Linked DNA regions of Bombyx mori: region 1 is linked to region 2. A link is a contact called in public Hi-C data. All regions are on one chromosome and are shown on one strand. Each heading gives the region's core, a stretch centred on a gene start, on an enhancer-like site or on the middle of the called end of the contact. The rest is flanking DNA. Distances are from core to core; before and after follow the strand shown.

Evidence for each region. Hi-C and Micro-C count contacts between places; a contact is called where the count stands out from the background.
Region 1: a contact with region 2 is called in a Hi-C map of midgut, with 1.5 times the contacts expected there. The contact joins the promoter of LOC101741678 here to the enhancer-like site in region 2. A contact is called at or near these places in 2 of 7 Hi-C or Micro-C datasets (midgut and an unstated tissue).

The regions. Positions count from the first base shown.
Region 1 is chr21:8,571,789-8,576,686 of ASM3026992v2, reverse strand. It overlaps LOC101741678 (A disintegrin and metalloproteinase with thrombospondin motifs 7), which reads left to right and starts at 3,615. Exons shown (of 20, transcript XM_038018510.2): 1 at 3,615-4,117.
Region 2 is chr21:8,486,100-8,491,473 of ASM3026992v2, reverse strand. It overlaps LOC101741678 (A disintegrin and metalloproteinase with thrombospondin motifs 7), which reads left to right. Exons shown (of 20, transcript XM_038018510.2): 8 at 2,611-2,724. Among protein-coding and RNA genes, the nearest start is that of LOC101737826, 24 kb to the right of the region's middle. Within about 2 kb of position 2,678, at least 5 of the 8 cell types and tissues checked have open chromatin away from gene starts, as enhancers often do.

The DNA.
Region 1 (4,898 bases), core at 2,366-4,865, 84 kb before region 2:
TTCTTTATTTGTTACGTGCTAGATGTACTTGGAGCTTACACCCGCAGTAAATGTGTAAAGAAAGAATATTTTTCAGACAAAGTTTTTATTTTTATTAACATTACACAACTGAATAAAATCTACACATATTAACATTCAACTTAAATAGAAACAGTATATAAATACTGACAAAAAGCATTCAAAATTTATAAAAGAAAAAAAAAGAAAATTAATGTTTAACATTAAAAAATATATATTTAATAAAATGAGCTCTACCGCTCAGTGCGGATCGCGAATCTTAAATTTATTTTAAGTGAGGCTAGAGAAGCGTAAAAGCGAAAAAAATTCATCACGTATACTATTCAGTCAGTTCAGTCAGGGAAGATATACGATTGACAGGAGAATTGTAGCCAAGATTACTTTTAATTTTTGATTCATTGAAAATTTTCCGATTACATAAACGTCTGCCTGAGCGCGGTACACTTATGTAAATACATTCAAGTGTATCTGGGGAATCTGTTCTTTTATGTATAAGCTTATATAGAAACACAATGTCAGTTACTTTACGTCGTGTTCTGAATGACTGCATCTCATAAAAATAACGATTCCCTTTTTTGCGAAGGTTTTTTTTGCTTAGACGGTCGGACAAGCTCACAGCCCACTTGGTGTTAAGTGGTTGCCGGAGCCCATAGACAACGTTAATGCGCCACCCACCTTGAGATATAAGTTCTAAGATCTCAGTATAGTTACGATGGCTGCCCCACCATTCAAACCGAAACGCATTACGGCTTGACGGCAGAAATAGGCAGGGTGGTGGTACCTAGCCGTGCGGACTCACAAGAGGTCCTACCACTAGTGAAGTCGCGGGCTCAACCTGAGAGAATATGCTAATATCAGCTCTAGCACTAACAGCGCTTCGCAGAATCTACTACCGGAATCGCGACCCACTGAAAAGATCCGGCAAGTAATTCAGATTTTTTAAAATATTTTTTTTTACGGTATATTTTTTTTTGCTTTTATGGGTGGAAGAGCTCACAGCCCACTTGGTGTTAAGTCGTTGCCGGAGCCCATAGACATCTACAACGTAAATGCGCCACCCACCTTGAGATATAAGTTCTAAGATCTCAGTATAGTTACAACGGCTGCCCCACCCTTCAAACCGAAACCCATTACGGCTTGACGGCAGAAGTAGGCAGAGTGGTGGTACTAACCAGTGCGGACTCGCAAGAGGTCCTACCACTAGGGAAGTCGCGGGCTCAACCTGAGATAATATACTAATATCAGCTCTAGTACTAACAGCGCTTCGCAGAATCTACTACCGCATCGGAATCGCGGACAGATTCAGATTTTTTGAAATCAAAAATTTTACGGTAATTTCCACAAAATTTCACGAATAGTATTTTAGTCTTCTGTAACGACGAAAACTGGAAAGTAAATAATAAACGCAAGCTTAAGCTGTAAAAGTAATTTTAATTATATGTACGACTAATGAAAACCTAAAAAATACAATTATACGTGGTTTTGGTAATAAACATTTAAACATAAACTTCACACATTTTAATGTTCTTTTTTTTGCATTTAATCACTTTTGCGAAAGACTTATGTACAATATCGTTAATAATATCTTAAAATACGAAATAAATTTGGGGCTAACATATACTACGTCAATTTATTGTTGCATACATTAATTCTGAGGTATACTATTTATTCAGATTTTTTATCTATTATCGTTTGAGTTTTGGAATTAAATTAAATTATTTTGTTGGTCGAGTGCTTGATGTCATTGACTACTACTAGTTTCCCGGAGGTACTGGGTGCGAATTCCGTTAGGAGAAACTTTGCAACAGATAATTGGTATTAGGAGTCTCTATTTGTGTTTCTGCCATTCATAAAACAGAAGACAATCCAACTTACCGTTTAACATATTTATTTTGATATTACAATTATTTGAAAATGTTAAAACATAAAATGTGTCTATTAATCGGGAAGGCAAGAGCATATGTGCCGCCGACGTTTGTATACTTATGTCGGAAAAACGCATGCAAGCTCCGCTTAATTTTAAAATTGGGAGAAAATTTGCAACAGAAAATTGGTATGAGGCGTCTCTATTTGTCTTTCTGCTTTTCATAAAACAGAAGACAATCCAACTTACCGTTTAACATATTTATTTTGATATTACAATTATTTGAAAATGTTAAAACATAAAATGTGTCTAATAATCAGGGAGGCAGGAGCATGTGTGCCGCCGACGTTTGTATACTTATGTCGAAAAAACGCATGCAAGCTCCGTTTAATTTTAAAATCGGGAGAATCTTTGCAACAGATAATTGGTATTAGGAGTCTCTATTTGTCTTTCTGCTATTCATAAAACAGAACACAATCCAACTTACCGTTTAATATATTTATTTTGATATAACATTTTTTTTAAAATGTAAATCCTTGAAAATTGTAAAACGAAAAATGTGTCTAATAATCGGGAAGGCAGGAGCATGTGTGTCGCCGAAGTTCGTTTATGTGGGAAAAGCGCATGCAAGCGCCGTTTAATTTTAAAATCGAACAAAACTTTACAACAGATAACCCCTGGGTCTGCGGAGGGACTTCTGTTCCCTCTGTATTTTGTACCGTATGTTCCATGGGGAGTGCTCTGAGGAATTGTTCGAGATGATACCGGCATCTCGTTTTTACCATCGCACCGCCCGCCACCGGAGTAGAGTTCATCCATACTACCTGGAGCCACTGCGGTGATCCACAATGCGTTTCCAGAGATCTTTTTTGCCACGTACCATCCGGCTATGGAATGAGCTCCCCTCCACGGTGTTTCCCGAGCGCTATGACATGTCCTTCTTCAAACGAGGCTTGTGGAGAGTATTAAGCGGTAGGCAGCGACTTGGCTCTGCCCCTGGCATTGCTGAAGTCCATGGGCGATGGTAACCACTCACCATCAGGTGGGCCGTATGCCCGTCTGCCTACAAAGGCAATAAAAAAAAATTAGTACATATTAGGCGTCTCTATTTGTGTTTCTGCCATTCATAAAACAGAAGATAATCCGACTTACCGTTTAATATATTTATTTTGATATTACAATTTTTTTTAAATGTATATCCTTGTGAATTTTAAAACGAAAAATGTGTTTAATAATCGGGAAAGCAGGAGCATGTGTGTCGCCGACGTTCATATGCTTATGTCGGAAAAGCGCATGCAAGCTCCGCTTAGTTTTAAAATCGGGAGAAACTTTGGTACAGAAAATTGGCATTAGGAATCTCTATTTGTGTTTCTGCCATTCATAAAACAGAAGACAATCCAACTTACCGTTTAATACATTTATTTTGATATTACAATCATCTGAAAATGTTAAAACATAAAATTTGTCTAATAATCGGGAAGGCAGGTGCATGTGTGCCGCCGACGTTTGTATACTTATGTCGGAAAAACGCATGCAAGCTCCGCTTAATTTTAAAATCGGGAGAAAATTTGCAACAGAAAATTGGTATGAGGCGTCTCTATTTGTCTTTCTGCTATTCATAAAACAGAACACAATCCAACTTACCATTTAATATATTTATTTTGATATTACAATTATTTGAAAATGTTAAAACATAAAATGTGTCTAATAATCGGGAAGGCAGGAGCATGTGTGTCGCCGACGTTCTTATGCTTATGTCGGAAAAGCGCATGCAAGCGCCGTTTAATTTTAAAATCGGAAGAGTAGAAGATCGACAGCAGCCGTGTGCGCGCGAGTAGTCAGTGGCCCGCAAGACTCCGCGACGCGCGCTCACTCTCCGAGCTGCTCTGCCCACGCTGCCGCATCCGACATTACCCGAACGCACTTACATCCAATAATACACCTATAAACACCGTTAATTTAATATCAAATAAATTAAAATTTATTTTAGACGACGGTAATCATATCTCTATTTATAATACACGTGTTTAATAATAAATATATATATATCTGGCGCGAACTGAATTTTGGTGCCGCGCATCCACGTTTTTCACGACAAATGAATAAGAAATTAGCGTATTGAGACTTCGTTCTTCGCAAGAAATTTCACTTTTTACTAACGAAATTCGACTCGCCGGTATCGTCTACGGAGCGTCTACTAACGACTCCGACGCATGAAACGCAACCTTCACTGGAGTGAGTATGCACCCGTCTTTTTTTTAAATGGTTAGCCAGCGTTAAGGTATTTTTATCTTAATTAACCGAGTTTATCAATTCTATTGAACCTGAATTATGATCGCACACTAATTATGTAAATTTAAAAATTTAAGTTAACCTTATACACACGTATAAGTTTTTGTAATGAATGTTGTAATATTTTTTACATCTTAAACATCATAAAAGCGATTTCATTATAATATACGAATGTACTATAATACGTATAATATTTGCTATAACAACATAAATAAACATAACCCGTCGCTAAGTAATTGCATACTACTAACTGGTGGTACTTTCTATTATCCAAACACATACTTTATCTCAGATCTTTATCGCACGTCAAAACATATTGAGTCATTAAAATAATCCTTTAATTATGTTATGTAATACTTAAAAGTAAATAAATATTAGATTTATTACAGAGTTATTATAATATATAGATAATTCTATTTTTTTATTCATTGACACACTTTTAATACATTGCTTAAATTACTTGGGAATTATATGGTGTGTTTTGTAAATTTTGCATAATTTGATTATTAGAATTGTGTCTTTAAGAAAGATTAATTAAGAAATATCAATTATATCGTAAAAAATTTAAATTGCAATAATATCATACTAAAACTATTTTAATTAAAATGCAAATAAATTGCAAAACTCGTTGACTCTTATAAGGTTCTTGGGAGACGTAGACATAAAACTACTTTTACGGTTCTACTTAATAAATACTTAAAAGTATATTAAACCGTAAAAATAT
Region 2 (5,374 bases), core at 1,429-3,928:
TAAGTAAATATAGTATAAATATTATTAGGGTATTTTATTAGGCCATGCGATTCCCACCATCTTGCCTATTTCTGCCGCAAAGCAACTATTCCTTTCGATTTAAGGGATGGTACTACTACTTTGTAGCAGAATCTCAAGGTTAGTGGCGGCATTCAACTGGTGATATCTTTGTTGGCCGTTGACTAGATTAAGTCCGGTAATAATATTTTAATAAAAAAAATTGATCTCAAAGGTTCGTCATTATCAGCCCATAGACATAGATGCCCCTGAGATCCGCCACAACGACCAGTCGACATCCCGCATTCTGCATCCATTAGCAACCCGCATTCAGCGTATTCCACCGACCTTAATCGTTTTCCTTTGATATCTCTTGAAACAACAGGGAATGAACCGCATGAACGATGCATACAACCTGGATTCCTTGGACAGGACCCCTATGCCTGTCGCAATTGTGATTTCATTTGCAACATACACTATATTTGATTGAAAATTTTGTTTTATCATTGATGGCGCCTTATAAATGTCGTACCAATAAAAATAGCTCAGAGCATTTATCATTTAACGTTTACCATATAAAATTGAAATTAAATTCTTAATATGCATTTGTAAATTTTTAGAATTCTATTTCCTCATGTTCTATCTCTATTAAATTACCCAAAAATAAAATTTCTTAGTATAGATCTTAAATAAAGGTACCCACTCACAAAACAGGTTTATTTATTCTTACTTACTAAAACCGTTTCCATGAAATCATGTGATTAATTAAATTACTTTATCAGAAAATCCGTTAAACATACTCAAATGAGAATGTTTTTCCTGTACCTATTTAATGAGTTCATAAATTAAAATATTATTATTTAAATATTTGTTCGTATGTTTAGATGTCTGTTACATAAACGCGCAAAAAACAGTGAATAAATTTGGCACAGAGATAGCTTACAGCCTGAATGTGTTACAACATTCTGATAACAACGCCAGACTATGTCGGGAATATCGGTTAGAATAAATACGACCCAGTGTTTTCTTGTTCGTGATTTTACATACCAATGACCTATATACAATCCGACTAGTAGTTTATGGATTAGAGAGAGTGACAAGTAACTCTGTATCCCGGGGAAATGCTACGAGTTTCATTCTCTTTTAGTTGCTTAATTCGGATGACTCCATGGGGCTCGTCTAATCTATATATTAATACGTGAAGCAAAAACTTTGTATCCCTTTTTACGAAAATTGCGCGGACGGAGGAGTATGAAATTTTCCACACTTATAGAGAATATAGAGAAGAAGTGCACAGTGCTAATATTTTTTTAAACTAATGCATAAAAGATACATTAAATCAATAAAGAAAACATTACACACACTACATACCATGTATTAGACGCACACACGCATGCAAACTATTTATTGTCAAACTTTTGTTCTTGACGTCTGTTGTCAAATTGAGAATAGAATATGGTTTGTCTTTGTTAATATTTTTTATAGTGTAGTCTTGGCGAAATTAACAAATATAAAATACAATAATAGTGTACAAACTTACAATTCCAATTAATTATAGTCGAATTTCGACTACTGCGGGACCTCTAGTTTGAATTAATACTTAAAACCGTAAAAAATAGAAATGTTTTGGACATGTACTCTTTTGATCAGATCGTTGATGTAGTGATTAGTAAGCCTGATCGATATACCAATGGGTTCAAAATCGAATCCGGAATCTATGTAAATTATTTTTGGTTATCTTTTTTTTTTTTTTTTTTTATTGCTTAGGTAGGTGGACGAGCTCACAGCCCACCTGGTGTTAAGTGGTTACTGGAACCCATAGACATCCACGACGTAAATGCGCCACCCACCTTGAGATATAAGTTCTAAGGTCTCAAGTATAGTTACAACGGCTGCCCCACCCTTCAAACCGAAACGCATTACTGCTTCACGGCAGAAATAGTCACGGCGGTGGTACCTACCCGCGCGGACTCACAAGAGGTCCTACCACCAGTAAAAATCTTCTAGGTGTATCTTCTGGGTGTATGTAGACAATACATGTCTGGGGCATATTTATACATGTTATTATATTTATTATTAATCCCATAGAACCAATAAAAATAGAATAAAATAGGAAAAATCAAATCAATAATATAAATTTACCTGTTATATTATTTAAGCAGAACATAATATTAAAATCCTATTTTTTTTGTTAACGAAGTATATTTATTGCGAACGTTACAATGACTTGCTTCAAATAAATAAGAAGGAATTAATCATATTATGTATATAATAATTTTCTATAAAACATTTTATTTGCCTTTGTAAGCAGGCAAGCATACGGCCTTATGCCTTATGGTGGGTGGTTTCTGTCGCTCTTGGACGTCAGCAATGCCAAGGGCAGAGATAAGCCGTGACCTATCGTTATTATGATGAATGACCTCAAGATGGATTGTATCCCATCGAGAGTCTTATTTAAAGAAGCGGAAAATAGGCAAATCAGATAAACAGTAAGCCGAATATTACCATAAAACCTGTACCGATAAGAGCGCTGCATTTCCAATACTTGATTTTTTACGCTACTAAATTTGGATGTACTAATTAAAAACTTATGATAATTTCTTATTCACACAGTACTTTGGGTGTAGCACACGTAGCGGGTATGTGCAAGCCGGACCGCAGCTGTTCTGTGAACGAAGACAACGGAATAATGCTCGCTCACACAATTACACACGAGCTGGGACACAAGTAAGTACAGTACACCTTCCATTCAAGTTCGCGTCAATTAAACATACCGTATTCATAGTATTTATTTCGGCTTTTGCAAGTAATAAACTCAATAAAACTACTTTATCGTATTAATCTTGCGTTTTTTTTTTATTGTAACTCATATATTCGCTTAGTTACGAAGGGCTGAATATTGCAGTATTCGGTATACTAGTATACTATTTAGTATTCAGTACACAGTATACTATATTGTATGCATACAGTATATACAGTATTCGAAGCGTCGAAGCTAATGTAATGACAATAAAAACGCGAGATTAAACCGCAAAAAAGTTTTAATGATATCCGACACGTATCATTGCTAATCGTGTGATCACCTAAAACTATTTGATAAAAATATATTTAGCGATTTCATATGAGAAAACCTCGTCAGAATATTGACTTTAACAATTCCTTTTTTTTGAGTGATTGACTAACATGATTTAATAAAATAAACCATTATTTTCATTTAATAAATTTAATTACAGGTCCCTGTAAAAATATATATATTTAAACGGCCTATCAAAATACATATTTCTGTAAAACTTAATTAGTATGAAATCGAAGATCAATTTGAGGTTTTCCTGTTGTTTAGAATTCAACATTCGTAGATTTTTTTTTCAATGTTTTTTTACTTCTAATTTCAAAACTAAATATTTCCTGAATCGTCTCGTTATACTGATCGTAGGGCGCATTGTAAGCGTATACGGATTGGTATCATCATCTAATATGAATATAAAATAAAAACATGTTTACATAGAATAAAAAACAAGGTTTAATTAGCTAATATACTGCATTTTTGGTGCCGCGGTAAATGCATAGCCCGTCTGCTAACTACTTTCCCGTAAATTTCGAAGTGCATGAACCATGAACACAATTAAACGACAAGTACAATGTGTATACCAACCAGTCTTCGCCCAGTGTTCAAAATTCCATAATAACCGTAATTTCAAGATTTAGATCGATTTTATGCATTACACTATCAAAATTTAATAGAAACAATAATTAAATAAATGTAGTTGAAAAAAATTTAATAGCTAACCGAATTTAATAATTATTATTTTAATGCACCTTTTTTTATTAGATCCAAGTAATATGATTATTAAATTAAATGTCGTCCTTGATACGTTTGCAAATTTTCAAGTCAAACCGACGTCTTGAAGTTGATGAAGATTATTATATTGAAATAATGCATGACATAGATATTTAGGACAGTTTAAACTAATAAAACGTGTTCAATTAATAATAAATCTGTTCAAATTTAATAAATGACCATTACAATTTTCAACCGAAAGGATAAAATTATTGTATCGGTCCTTGATACGTGTCGAAATTATAAAGTTAATCGGATGTCTTGCCGTATAAAAATTAAGTTGACAGATTACACGGCATAGATTACATATATACAGGTCAAACTTAGAAGAATGTGTTTTTTTTTTCTCTTAGATGGATGGACGAGCTCACAGCCCACCTGATGTTAAGTGGTTACTGGAACCCATAGACATCTACAACGTAAATGCGCCACCCATCTTGAGATATAAGTTCTAAGGTCTCAGTATAATTACAACGGCTACCCCACCCTTCAAACCGAAATGCATTACTGTTTCACGGCGGAAATAGGCGGGGTGGTGGTACCTACCCGTGCGGACTCCCAAGAGGTCCTACCACCAGTGATTACGCAAATTATAATTGTGTGGGTTTGATTTTTATTACACGATGTTATTCCTTCACCGTGGAAGACAATGTGTTAAATAATACCTAATAAATCTGTTCAAATTTGTAAATCGAATATTGGTTTCCTTTTTAGTTACGGCATTAGTTCATCCCGTTTCAATTTCCGAAACGATTTCTTTACGTCTACAATCACTGTCTACAATCCAGTATGTATACAAGCCGCGTTACATAACTTTCAAGTGGACCAACTCATAATATTTCATAACGTATTAAGATCGTACGTTATAAATAGCGAATGTTTTGACTTCTGTAAATTCGCAATAGACGATATCTATTCAATGTTTTATAAACCCATAAAGTATTTAATGTACGATAAGATAACAGAAATGATTTAAACCACAAGGATGATTTATGAGTAGAATTCTGAGATATCCGTTTGTGTAGAAAATTACACAACTCAACGTTAATACGAACCATAAAAGATAATAAAGTTTATTAAAATAAACTGTTATGCTATTTTTAAAAAAATTATTAAAAAAATTGCCATATGCTTGACAGCATTGAAAAAGAGAAAATTCTTGTAAAATATTTACACCGATTCTTTACCTTTTCCAAACCATACAGCATGCGTGTTATATAAATATTTTGCATCATCAGATTCAAATCGTCGATTTAACATAAATAGGTCACTTATATATTTACTATTTTCACTTATATATTACCACAGAAACATCACGGATCCATGATCTCTACGACCGCTCGGAGTTGATGTGACGTATAGGTACAGATAGCAACGTCAGTCGATATTCAGTGATTTCATAACTAAAATATTCGAGTCAATAAACGAGATATTATTCTAGTATTATTACCCTGTAAATAATGACTACAGCTGGCAACATAAAGTTTAGTTTCTCGGGTGGCATTAGAAACTAAACTGAATCCAGCACAAGTGAGATTC